Linked DNA regions of Cricetulus griseus: region 1 is linked to region 2. A link is a contact called in public Hi-C data. All regions are on one chromosome and are shown on one strand. Each heading gives the region's core, a stretch centred on a gene start, on an enhancer-like site or on the middle of the called end of the contact. The rest is flanking DNA. Distances are from core to core; before and after follow the strand shown.

What was found. A called contact is a pair of places that touch in the nucleus more often than the background predicts.
Region 1: a contact with region 2 is called in a Hi-C map of liver, with 5 times the contacts expected there. The contact joins the promoter of Sptb here to the enhancer-like site in region 2. A contact is called at or near these places in 2 of 8 Hi-C or Micro-C datasets (fibroblasts and liver).

Annotation. Positions count from the first base shown.
Region 1 is chr5:126,834,156-126,836,855 of CriGri-PICRH-1.0, forward strand. It overlaps Sptb (spectrin beta chain, erythrocytic), which reads left to right and starts at 1,254. Exons shown (of 35, transcript XM_035445724.1): 1 at 1,254-1,401. The coding sequence starts at 1,254.
Region 2 is chr5:126,778,758-126,781,457 of CriGri-PICRH-1.0, forward strand. No RefSeq gene overlaps it. Among named protein-coding and RNA genes, the nearest start is that of Churc1, 24 kb to the left of the region's middle. Within about 2 kb of position 1,409, at least 2 of the 6 cell types and tissues checked have open chromatin away from gene starts, as enhancers often do.

The DNA.
Region 1 (2,700 bases), core at 4-2,503, 55 kb after region 2:
TGCCTGTGTGTGCCTCCTGGGGAGCGCATCCAGGTGTGAGCCCATGTGCTGGGGTGTGTGAGAATGGGATGGATAGTCCAATAGCTATTGACATCTGTCATCTGACTGCTTCCCTTGCCCCCAAAGCCACTCTACCCACTGTTACTCTCTTGAATTTGAAGGCTCTGGGCCCCCATTCTGAAATACAGACCTGAACTTGGAATTCCCTGAGTTCCCAGGGAGATGCCTGGATGTCGTGGACAAGGGAAGATAATCATTTTCCAAAGGCCAAGGACGTTGGTAACCAAGGTGGCCTCTACAGCCTCTTACTTTTCTCCTCTACCTCTTCTGTCCTCCAGTTACTCCTCAGCTTCCCCATTCTTGCTGGTTGCTTCTTAATTTTGATACTGCCCCCGTGCTTTTTCTCTTTTGCTTGGGCTCTTGTCCCTTTCCACCTGTTCTTCCATGAGTGCCTCCAAACTTCCTTGGAAACTCTTTACCAATCACACTGATCTCTCCTTTTCCTCGGCACTCAGTCTCTAACATACCCAGTTCTCCCTCTGCCACTGCATACAGCGCCTGGTGTTGCCAGCCTGGATGGGACAACAGGTTCCTCTGGGCTGCTTGGTCTGGTTAGGGATTCAACAGGAGACCTTATTCTAGCAACTGCTCACACTTTCATGGGGAGCTTGGCTTTCCAGTTGTTAGGGCTGGAGTCTCAGTGGCGGCTTGATATTCTCAATGCCTGTCGTTCCCCCCACCCCTCCGTGTAAGCCATACTCAGTCGTCTTTCAACTTCTCCTCTTCTCTGCCTGTCCTTCTCTCCACCACCAGGAGTAGGGGTTCTCTTCCTCATTTGGCCACCTCACAGCCCCCAGCCTCTGGCTCCCAGGAGAGCTGTCTCTCAAGCTGCTCTCCACAGCCCTGGCAGCAGGTTTGAAGGAAAGTGGCTGGCTGGGACTTACATCTCCACCTGCTGGCCATCCTGACCCTGCCGCATGCAGCTCTCAGTCACTCTCACTGCCGCCGCCGTTATTCCTGCGGCAAAATCCTGTAACACAGGACCCTGAGACCCCGGGGGAAGAAATATGCTCTGACAGGCAGCACAGTGCATGGCTCCTGTAGGATCCACCTCTGTTGGATTCCCCTAATAAGTTTCCACTGAGAAACCCAGCAAGGGGCTTGGAAACTAACCCTCTGACTGTGTTGCTGTCCCCTAGGGACCCTTCCATGAAGACTGAGACAGGCACAGCTGCTAAGAAGAGCCTGCTGACATGACATCGGCCACAGAGTTTGAAAACGTGGGCAACCAGCCTCCATACAGCCGGATCAATGCCCGCTGGGATGTCCCGGATGATGAGCTAGACAATGACAACAGCTCAGCCAGGCTCTTTGAGAGGTCCCGGATCAAGGCCTTGGCAGGTACTGCTTGGGGCAATGGGGGTCAGAAGGTCGCATTCACAACCCTCATCAGGTCCATGCCGCTTCTTGCTATGGTGGAGCCTCTGTGAGTCCTGGTATGGCAGTAACTGAAACGCCTTTGCCAAAATTTAGAGAGCACCCCTTCCCCAGGAGTACAGACTTCAGTGCTTATCCCAGAATCCCCCACTTCCTCCTAAGCACTCTGAGAGGCAGGGAAGTGATGGCATTGGTGGTGGGTGGGTTCTGCCATCTGTCTCTGTCCCAAATGATCTGGCACCAAAGTCAGAAGTGTGAGGAAACTCTGGGTGAAGGAGTACCTGAGGGGCCACACAGGCACAAGTTCAGGAGATATCCTGTGCACTTAGTGCCCTGACTATGCAGGGAGAGAGGAATTAGCATCGTTGTCTGTGGTCCAAATGAAAAGAGGAAATTAAAAGCAGATAGTATCCTTTCCAATCTGCCTTAGGAAGGAGTTTGCTGCACGGAGCCTCTCATCCTTACACTGGGATTAGACTTGTATTTAGCAGGCTCATGAGGCTCATCCTTCCTTCCTTCCTTATGCGTGTGTGTGTGTGTGTGTGTGTGTGTGTGTGTGTGTGTGTGTGTGTGTGTGTGTGTGTGTGTGGGGGCAATATCTTACATCTCTGGTAGAAATGTCTTGACTCCCTCCTGGCTGAGATCTGAGTCTTTAGGAAACACCCCCCCTCCCCTTTTAATCAACTGTGTCTGTTGTCTCCCTGGAACTTGATCAGAGAAAGTATATTCCAACCCTCAATCTTTGTTTAATAAAGAAACTTTGGCTATATGGGCTGTGTGGTGGTGTGTGTGTATGGGGGTGGAGCTGGCTTTTACCTGATTGGACCTGAGCACACCATGATTGCTGCCATCTTACTTGCAGGAAAGTCTCAGCCCTTCCCATAGCACATTCTGGGGGTAATTCTGCCTTCTGGTACTGCTTGGGGTGTCTTCCTCCTTTCCTCCTCCACTCTAGTCCCAGATACCTTGGTTCCTGGGAAACCTGGAGGCATGAGCAGGGACTTAGGCCCCTGTGGAATGGTTTCTCACTACAAAAGGGGACAGTGGCGCCTCAAGTCCCTTTGTCATTATAGGACTAGGCCATCTCTGTTTGTGTCCTGTGTATTGTAGGAAACACTTTTCCCCTCATTTTCTCACCCCCCCCACTAGTGCCACAGAGTCCTCCTTTGGTTTTCCTTGGGGTTCTGGAATATCAGTGCCTTTCTTCTTTTGCTTAAACAATTTTAACTTCTTCAAGTATCCTAACCAACTTGAAACACTTGG
Region 2 (2,700 bases), core at 159-2,658:
GAGATAGATACTGTAGACGAGCTGGTTTGTAAAATCTTGGGGTAATCTGCCTGCTGCTTTGGAGCTTTCTTGATATTAATTTTTTTCTTGTGGTTGAAAATTATAAATTTGAATGCTCCAAAGGAAAATATGTGTGCAACCATTCAGTTCTGAGCCACAAACCTATAGCTAAGAATTATCTGTTTCCTGTAATATACAATTATATAGCAGCAAAGCTGCAATTCTGGGATTCATGAATTTATTTAATAAGTTTAGTCACACAATGTTTAAAATATAAATATATAACTTCCTTTTTTTTTCTTTCAAAAATAGATCAAGGATTTTTACTTGTGATAAGTCTCAGCTTTTGAAGTTGGCCTGCATTTGTTTGTTTGTTTCTGCCAGAATTTGATTCTTAAAAAGACAGTTTCTAACCCAGTAACAAGCAAAGCAAATTATTTGGGATGCTGGGGAGCCCCAGGGCCTTTGGAGTGTTAAAAGTGGGCTCTCCTGGAGAGCTACAGCCCCAGCTCCATGCAAAGGATTCTAGAATTTATCCAACTGTGGGGAAGGGGGAGGGAAATCACTGCTAACCTCTTCCTGGTAAGATTAGTGCCATTAGGGAAATCGGTTTGTAAGAAGGACTCAGGCAAAAGGGAGTGGAAAGTCCTGTGGCTTTGTCATACCTGTGGATTTTATCTTATTTGGGATTTCCTAATGTCCAAATACCTACTCCCCAAAAGTGTGACTGAAGCAGTTAGTTAGATATCTTTTGCATACCTTTACTACACAAACTAAGCTTGAACATCTGGCAATTGAACACCCTTTGCTGATGAATCCCAGAAAACAACATAATTATACACCCAAGCAAACAAGCCAAGAGTAGGGCTGTTTCTTCTTAAGAATTTCTGGGAGCATCAAAGTTAAAACTCCCTTCTGCATCTATGCTCTTTTTAATCGCCACTTCTGTCTCCGTTACACCTGTGATTACCTGAGTTGATGGTCCGCGAGAGATCATCCCAGGCATAGTGTGTGGAGAAAAAAACAAAAGCAAAAAATGACGAAAGGTACAGAAAGGAGCGCAGCAAGCCTTACAGAGCAATGACCTTGTATTGTTGAGAAGTCAAGGAAACAGCTGCCCTGCAAGCCGCCCATGTTCGTCTGTGTCCCTCCCTCTCCCTAATCCCTTACGGTTCTTCCTAGGCACCCTTGCTTTTGGCCTACTGTACCCCACTCCACCAAAGCTTGCAGTTAGAAAGCCGGGTCCTACCCGGAGACCCGGGTTCACAGGAAGGTGCAGGTGGGCCCGCTTGCCTGTTGATTATGGCCCCTGCAATGTGCGACTGCAGGCTGCGCGCCACCAACCTGCATAGCTTGGTTTCTCCCGGACAGTACTAGGCTTGAAAGCTGGAACCGCGGCCTGGAGCCCGCAGGCTGGGGGCGGGGGCCTCGGCCCAGTGCCCACCCCCTGCTCTCCCAGCGTCTGCTCCTACTACCAGCGGGTTGTAGCCGGCCGGGAGCGCGCTTTCTAATGCATCCAGCCCACGGGAACAATCTGTCCCTTCCGACCTCAGGAGGGGCGCAACAGCTCGGGGGCCCTCCTCACCCACCCTATGGCCTAAACGGGTCTTTAGGTGTATTTTCAAAACCAGATCGTAGGCTGCGGGGACGCAGGGCGGGAAAGGCTGGGAGGACTCCTTTTCGCCGCCAGGCTTGCAGCTCCGGGCACACGAATTAGGCCCGAGCTGCAGAGTCGAGCTCTTTTCCCTAGGCTAGGGGCTCGGGGAGTGTGGGATCAGGGGAGGTGAGCGAGGACTGGGGCGCCCCTGGTCCAGGCGGCGGCGGCGCTAGAGGCTGGGCAGGTGCCCCCGGGCGCGCAGGCTGATTGGCAGGTGCACGAGTGGGTGGGGAAGGCGGGCCTGGCGCTGCGGGAGGCTGCGGCCCCGCCTCCCCGCCCCCGCCGCGGGACTATCTGGTCCCGGCAGCAGCGATGTCCCCCGGCAGGAATGTCCCTCCTCAGATAATGTTATTTATATCTCTGGGCGGGTCCGCGGCTCCGCAGCACCAGGCGCCCGGCGGCCACTGTGCCAGGAGCCCCGTGCTGCCCTCCTCCCCCTGCGCCGCCGCCCCCGGGCTCGGGGTGGCCGCCGCTTCAGCCCCAGCGCAGGTGAGTCCCCGAGGGCCGCGCGGCGGGAGGGAGCTGGGTGCCCCGGAGCCAGCGCCGGGGAGCACGGGGCCCAGGGGGCGGGTGACGCGCCGGCCCTGTGGGGACCTGGCCCCGGGTGCCAAGCTTGGAGCGGGAGGGGTGCGGAGCCTGGGAGGCCCTGGCGGCTGCGGCAGTCGTCACCCCGGGACGCGGGAACCCGCGTGGGCTTCGCAGGCGCTGGGCGAGTGGGGCGCTAGCTTTGGGAAGCCGACTAGTAGAGTGTTGCTCCGGGGCGCTGGGAGTGGGTTTGGGGTGTGTGTGTTCTCCGCCGCCTCCCCCAGGACCCTCGCCTGTGAGCAAAGGGGCGCGCGAGGGGGTGGGGGGTTCTGCCTGTCACCAGTCTGACGACTGCCCGCGCCTGTGCCTCTCGTTGCCTGGCTTCTCAACCCCCGGGCGTGTCGGATCCTCTTCTGGAACTTGGCTAGTTCCCTCCTGGCTGCCCAGCGCCAAGGCTGGGAGGACAGTTCAGGGCAGCAGAGGGGGCCCGGGCCTCTGGATACCGGGCAGGACGTGCA